2 separate regions of the Mus musculus genome follow, and region 2 is linked to region 1. A link is a contact called in public HiChIP or PLAC-seq data. All regions are on one chromosome and are shown on one strand. Each heading gives the region's core, a stretch centred on a gene start, on an enhancer-like site or on the middle of the called end of the contact. The rest is flanking DNA. Distances are from core to core; before and after follow the strand shown. Region 1 holds the start of Fam120c (family with sequence similarity 120, member C). Region 2 holds the start of Kantr (Kdm5c adjacent non-coding transcript).

Region 1 (2,845 bases), core at 176-2,675:
CACCTACCCAAACTGGCAACTTACATACCAGAAAACAGAATCACCATGCATATTTACACCAGCAAGTAAATGCTGCGCATTTGATCTTTCAAAGCCAAGAATGGCGTCTTGGGGTTTTTGAGAGCCCCTCCCCGCACCCCCAACCGTCTTTGAAACCCCCTACTGAGCGTGTTCATCTTCCTGAATAGTGACTCAATCAGTGAATTGTTTGGGCTAAGGCATGCCAAGATAAAAGCATGTTGAAATGAAAAGGGCTCAATGGATGGGGAAAAAAGAAGTACTAGGTGTCAAATGGGGGAAAATTATAGAACAAAGGTGTTCGACTAACATCTGTTTTATTTGCCATGGGGTTGAAAACAGATATAGGGGAGGGAATGTCAACTGGAAAATGAAGAAAAAACATATTTCAGTTTGAGGGGGATGATAGCAAGAGAAACATGAAGCCCGGAGGAATTTTGAGTCAATTCTGCTAGAACCAACAGGTAGGCCAATTGTGTGAGTAAAGGGGGTTACGGGGATGGCATGGCTAGAGATACAATCATGTAGGTAAGGGAATTAATAGGCCATATGACGGGGGCACGAGGGGATAAAATGGTCGCCAGTAAGTTAGCTGACTGAGTGGGTGGCAGGTAGGTCGGTGAATGGTTAGGTGTTTAGTCTGGAAGGAACAGGTGTGGGGCATTTCATTTAAAAATCTAACCCCTCCCTCACCTTGACCCGGAAGCGGATGAGTGCTAGCCTCACGCAGTGGCTCAGACAGGCAGGTGGCAGGAACCAGGCCCGCGGTGGAGGGGTGCCCTTGTTGCCCACGTGTCCCACGATCAGTTGCGCAGTCTGCCGCTCCGCCTGGCACCGACGGCCCCACTCGGCCAGTCGGTCCTTCCCCAGGCCCCCAGGGAACATGACCACCAGCTCCAGGCCGTCTCCGCCCGGATAGGCACAAGCCTGGCACAGCGCTGACAAGTAGCCCAGCATGGCATTCCACTGGCCGCCACAAACCCAATCCGTCTGGTAGCCACCATAGAGCCGCGGCAGCGCCGAGCCCGCGTCTACCAATACCCGAGCCCCAGGCAGCGGAGGGGGCGGCGGCGGATGCAGCCCTGGCGGCGCTTGGCCATGGTGGTGGAAATGGTGAGCAGGGTGATGGTGCCGAGACGGCCCCGCGCCCCCGGAGTAAGCACCAAAGGCAGCGGGCGGGAGCGGCGGCGGCGGCAGAGGAGCAGAGCCCCTGGTGATGCGTGGAGCCCCTGGCGCTAGGGCTGCTGGCGGCAGCTGGCGGTGCAGGTGCTGCTGCTGCTGCTGGCGCGAGACGGTGCGCGCGAGTTTGAGGAGGTCCACAGGCACCACAGCCCCGGGACAGCGCTTCTCCAGGAACTCTTGGAAGCCCTGGACGCCCATGCTTCCTCCGTGGGTAGAAGGAACAGCGGCTGCGCAAGCGGGCCAGTCGGCGATCCCCGCGCGAAGCTGGAGGCGGGCGCGTGCGCACTCCGCGGGGGGTAGGGGCGAGGGGGGCGGAGAGAGGGTTTGAGAACGGGAGGGGCGAGGGAACGTGGGCGGGGAGGGGAGGAGACCACAGACTGGGTGCGGGTGGAGAGCAGAGGTGAGGCTGACCAGACTCAGAAGAGGCTGGGAAGATAAAAGCGATGACAAAGTCGTAGTCACTCCTCTTTTCCCGTTCCCCTCCGCTGCTCTTCTTCACTGCTTCAAAGGGGGTGAAGCCTCTGCCTTCCACCTCCGGGAGCCATGTTGCCTCGTCTTCTCTGTGATACTCGCTTTCTAGCTGGGGGAGGGGTACAGGGGCGGGGCGGATGAGCATCCTGGGAGTTGTAGTCTTTTCCCGGATGGCCTCAGGATGCAGTCTTAGAACCAGAGGATCACACCTGTCAGGCCTTGATGCTCATAGTGTCAGAAGAAGCGGGCCAAGAAAATGTGTGTATAGGATTTGTACCAGAACTCCTAGTATCCAACCGAGTTGCCTCAGGATATTATACCACCATGCCCAGGGAAAGAAATGGAGATGATGCATCATGGGAAAGGAAGTACTGTGGATTAGTAGAATTTGGCTAAAGTGAGCTAAAGTTCCCTGAAAGGGAGAAATTTCCCTTCCATTGAAAAGATGATATGCACAACTTTTAACGAAAGGAGAAGAACACATATGATACATAAAAACCGCTAACATCTACTGTCATACTTTGAAGAGTTATCCACCTTACAAATGGTAAAACATTTACTTAAGACAATGAATGCATAGACAAAATGAAATTGCCTATAATTTGCCTCAGGATCTCTGGTCAGGGAGATTAAACACCCACTCAAATTCAACTACAACTTGGACCTTATTGGTACTCACTAAGCTATGCCATATGGTTAGGGGATTTTTTTTGTTTTCCAACCTACTAAATGTGTCCATGTGGGAACAATTCAAAATAGCTGCAAAGGTTCTAATTTGATCACAGTCTTTTGAAAAGTACATTTCAGCATGCTTCTCCAATGAAATCCATGTAGAGTCTGTCTTCTGTCAAGTTTTAGGGCCCATTACTTCAGCCAGACTACAGCAGAAAACAAGATCTGCATGCAGAGTAGTTGTATCTATCTGGCTTGGAATTTACAGAACATAAAAGAGCAGAACCCCAGGAATGACATCAGAATGGTTTGATAGGATGAAACCAAAAACAGGTTGCAAATTCCAAACCGGGTTTGTCATAAGAGTAGTAGATCCAGAATAGCAGGGATGGGAGACAACATGAAAGGCAAGGGAGAGGGAGGTGGGGGGTGTATAGGGGACTTTCGGGATAGTATTTGAAATGTAAATGAAGAAAATAGCTAATAAAAATTGTTTTTGAAA
Region 2 (2,845 bases), core at 239-2,738, 980 kb before region 1:
AGAAAGGGAAAAGCTTAAAGAGCCAATTTCAATTTCTGTGTCATTGATTTCTTTTGTGACCTAGAACTCTTCTCACAAAAAAAAAAAAATCCTTTAAAATTGGAAAAATCACATCTAGAATTTAGAAAGCCAACTATTGAAATATTAAAATAGAAAAATGTGCTAGAGTCATATATGTATTGCTCATCAATCCATTAAATCATAGGATGCTTTGGTTTAAAGACTACAATGATTATCGTGATTTTAGATTTATTTTACTTTTATTTATATGTGTATTTGTTCCTGTGCATGCACTCATGTGTGCTATGCAAAGGTGTCTTCATAGCAGATGAAGATATCTGGTACCCTGGAGGAGGAGTTACAGGCAACTGACATTCATGCTGGCAACTAACCTCCAGTCTTCTACCAGAGCAGCAAGCACTTGTAACCATGGAGTTATCTCTCCGGCTCCCTCTTATCATGATTTTAAAGCACTAATTATATATTTCAGAGATTACATATTTGAAAGAGCTGCAAATTTATACTGTGATGGACAAATCTCTCTGATTGCTACTGGTAACAGTCACCAATATTACGTCCTTTATTGAAAACATGCTAAATTTCCTAAACAGAGAGGGGAAACAAAGATGTAAATTCATTCCCATCCAAGTTATTCCTCTCTGCCCCAAGCTGCACCCACAGGCTCTCCTGGAGGATCTGTGCTACTCAAATTTAAGATTTGTTAATAGAATGGTCCTTCCTGTCTTCCCTTCCTTTAGAAGACAAGAGAGATGGATTTTATTCGAAATAATTGTTGCACAGTTTCAGACCACTAAGTTTGCCTCGTTGGAAGGCAGCTGTGCTCACCATCGTACTACCAATGCCTCATCGAGTCTGCCTCTTTAGGCCATAGCTTCTTTTATGTGAAGACTGACCACACCTAATTAAAAAATGAAATAAAATCTGTCGGGTATAAATGGCTCACACCTTTAGTCCCAGCACTCAGGAGGCAAAGGCAGGCCTGGTTTACAGGGCGAGTCAGCCAGGGCTACTAAGTAGGATCACCTTATTCTCCATGGATGGAATTAGGAACAATGCTTACAGGGAAAGCGAGAAACCTAGCTCAGAAACTCCTACAAGTGGGTGTGGAGCTATAGGAAACTGGAAGTACATTCGCAGTGTCTCTAAGCAAAACGGTGTAAAGGCAGTGTGGCTACAGAAAGAAAGAAGACATCACGAAAGTAATAATTCTATTCAGTGATTTGTGCTTAGCCTGGTTTAGGGTTTCCTGCGTTTTAACAAACAACCCCCGAAGGCCCAGTCCTCTAGACCTGCAAAAGGACTGAGCAGTAATCCTTTCCTGACCAGTGTTGTTAACGGAAGGGCTGGCACATAAGCCAATCACACCCTCGAGAGGGTGGAGTTTTCGTAGGTGCTTCCAATTCCAACCAATCTCAGGGAAGGCAGGAGGGCAATCCTCCAATGGGAGCTGAGGAGCCCGTGGTAAGTGGTGGAGCATCGCTATCCTGCCAGGGTTCGGTGGAGCATTGCGTGAAGCGTCTGCGTGTCTGCGAGATCTTGCTGTGGGCCAGGTATCCATTCTCCTGCGGCAGCTTAGACCCTACGGAGACTAGAGGTATCCCAAGAGAAGCAGTAAAGATGGGGTGGTGGGTTAGAAAACGGCGGGAGGGGAGAGAACGGCCCAGAACGCGTGTGGGGAGGGACCTGGCGCGCTTTTACCTGGGCGGCCTTTCGACTCTAGGTCCGTGGGTGGTGGAGGATCCTTTGCGTAGCAAAAAAAGAAGGCGAGTGCCCCTGCATCCTCTCCAGACGGTACCCAGGTGAGTATTACCCTCTTGAACCCACCACCCGTGCCCACCCTCTGGGAGCCTCCCAATCCCGGTCTCTGGGGAAAAGATTTCGTGCAGGTCTGCTGCTCACGTGATTGTTTGTGTTCTAGTCTTGACTCCATATCTGCCTCTACCCAACATTTTCTCTCTCTGAGACGTACTAAGATATCCCAGACTCAGGAGGCCTAATCCTTACCTGACCCCTTGAAACCAGCTATGAAATTTTAAACTATCCGTTTTATTCATTTGGGTCTTGGTTTCATCATCTGCCAAATGGGGGTCTGTCTCTACCTGAGCCAATGCGCATGCTTGGTCCCTAAAATTTTTTTCAATAAATAATTATGATTGTGATTGAAAGAATATTGATTCTCTTAGTCTCTGACTTTTTTTCACCCTTGTCTGTCTCTGACCCTCTCCCCACTGGACCTTTTTTTGAATGCTACTGTCCTCTCATTTTCCACACTGAACCTAACTCTTTCCTATCCCTAATGTGGTTGGAGGTACAATATATATAACAATGAGAGTGGCCCAAAGGTAGGGCACAAAACTGGAGCCTGGTCTTGAGCTACTTGTAAGTCTCATTGAGGAGTCTCTGTTTCTTGGCCTTCTCTGTTAAACAGGTAGAAACACCAAGGATGGGGAGAAATTTATATTAAGCTACTTTTCAGCCAGCTTTGATGGTGGTGCATGACTACATTCACAGCATTCAGGAGGATTGCCACAAGTTCAAGATCAGCCTCAGCTACATAATGAGTCCAAAGTAAACCTGGGTTACAATGTAAAACACTGTCTTGCCCCCCCCCAACCCCACCAAAACATTTTTATTTTGTTGGTTTTTTTTTCAAGAAAGGGTTTTGCTGTGTAACAGCCCTAGCTGTCTTAGAAATCACTCTGTAGCCCAGGATAGCCTTGAACTCACAGAGAACAGCTTGCCTTTGCCTTCTGAGTGCTGGGATTAAAGACATGCACCACCACCAGGGCTACAAAACAGTTTAATAGCCATTATGTAATGTTGG

Evidence for each region. HiChIP or PLAC-seq counts read pairs in DNA pulled down with a chosen protein or histone mark.
Region 2: a contact with region 1 is called in an H3K27ac HiChIP or PLAC-seq map of embryonic stem cells, with 5 times the contacts expected there. The contact joins the promoter of Kantr here to the promoter of Fam120c in region 1. A contact is called at or near these places in 1 of 39 promoter capture datasets (pre-B cells), 4 of 115 datasets of contacts at active chromatin or transcription factors (astrocytes, embryonic stem cells, regulatory T cells and 1 more) and 2 of 9 other capture datasets (adipose tissue and liver).

Annotation. Positions count from the first base shown.
Region 1 is chrX:151,342,803-151,345,647 of GRCm38.p6, reverse strand. It overlaps Fam120c (family with sequence similarity 120, member C), which reads right to left and starts at 1,425. Exons shown (of 16, transcript NM_198105.2): 1 at 712-1,425. The coding sequence starts at 1,398.
Region 2 is chrX:152,326,136-152,328,980 of GRCm38.p6, reverse strand. It overlaps Kantr (Kdm5c adjacent non-coding transcript), which reads left to right and starts at 1,488. Exons shown (of 3, transcript NR_040270.2): 1 at 1,488-1,571; 2 at 1,742-1,820.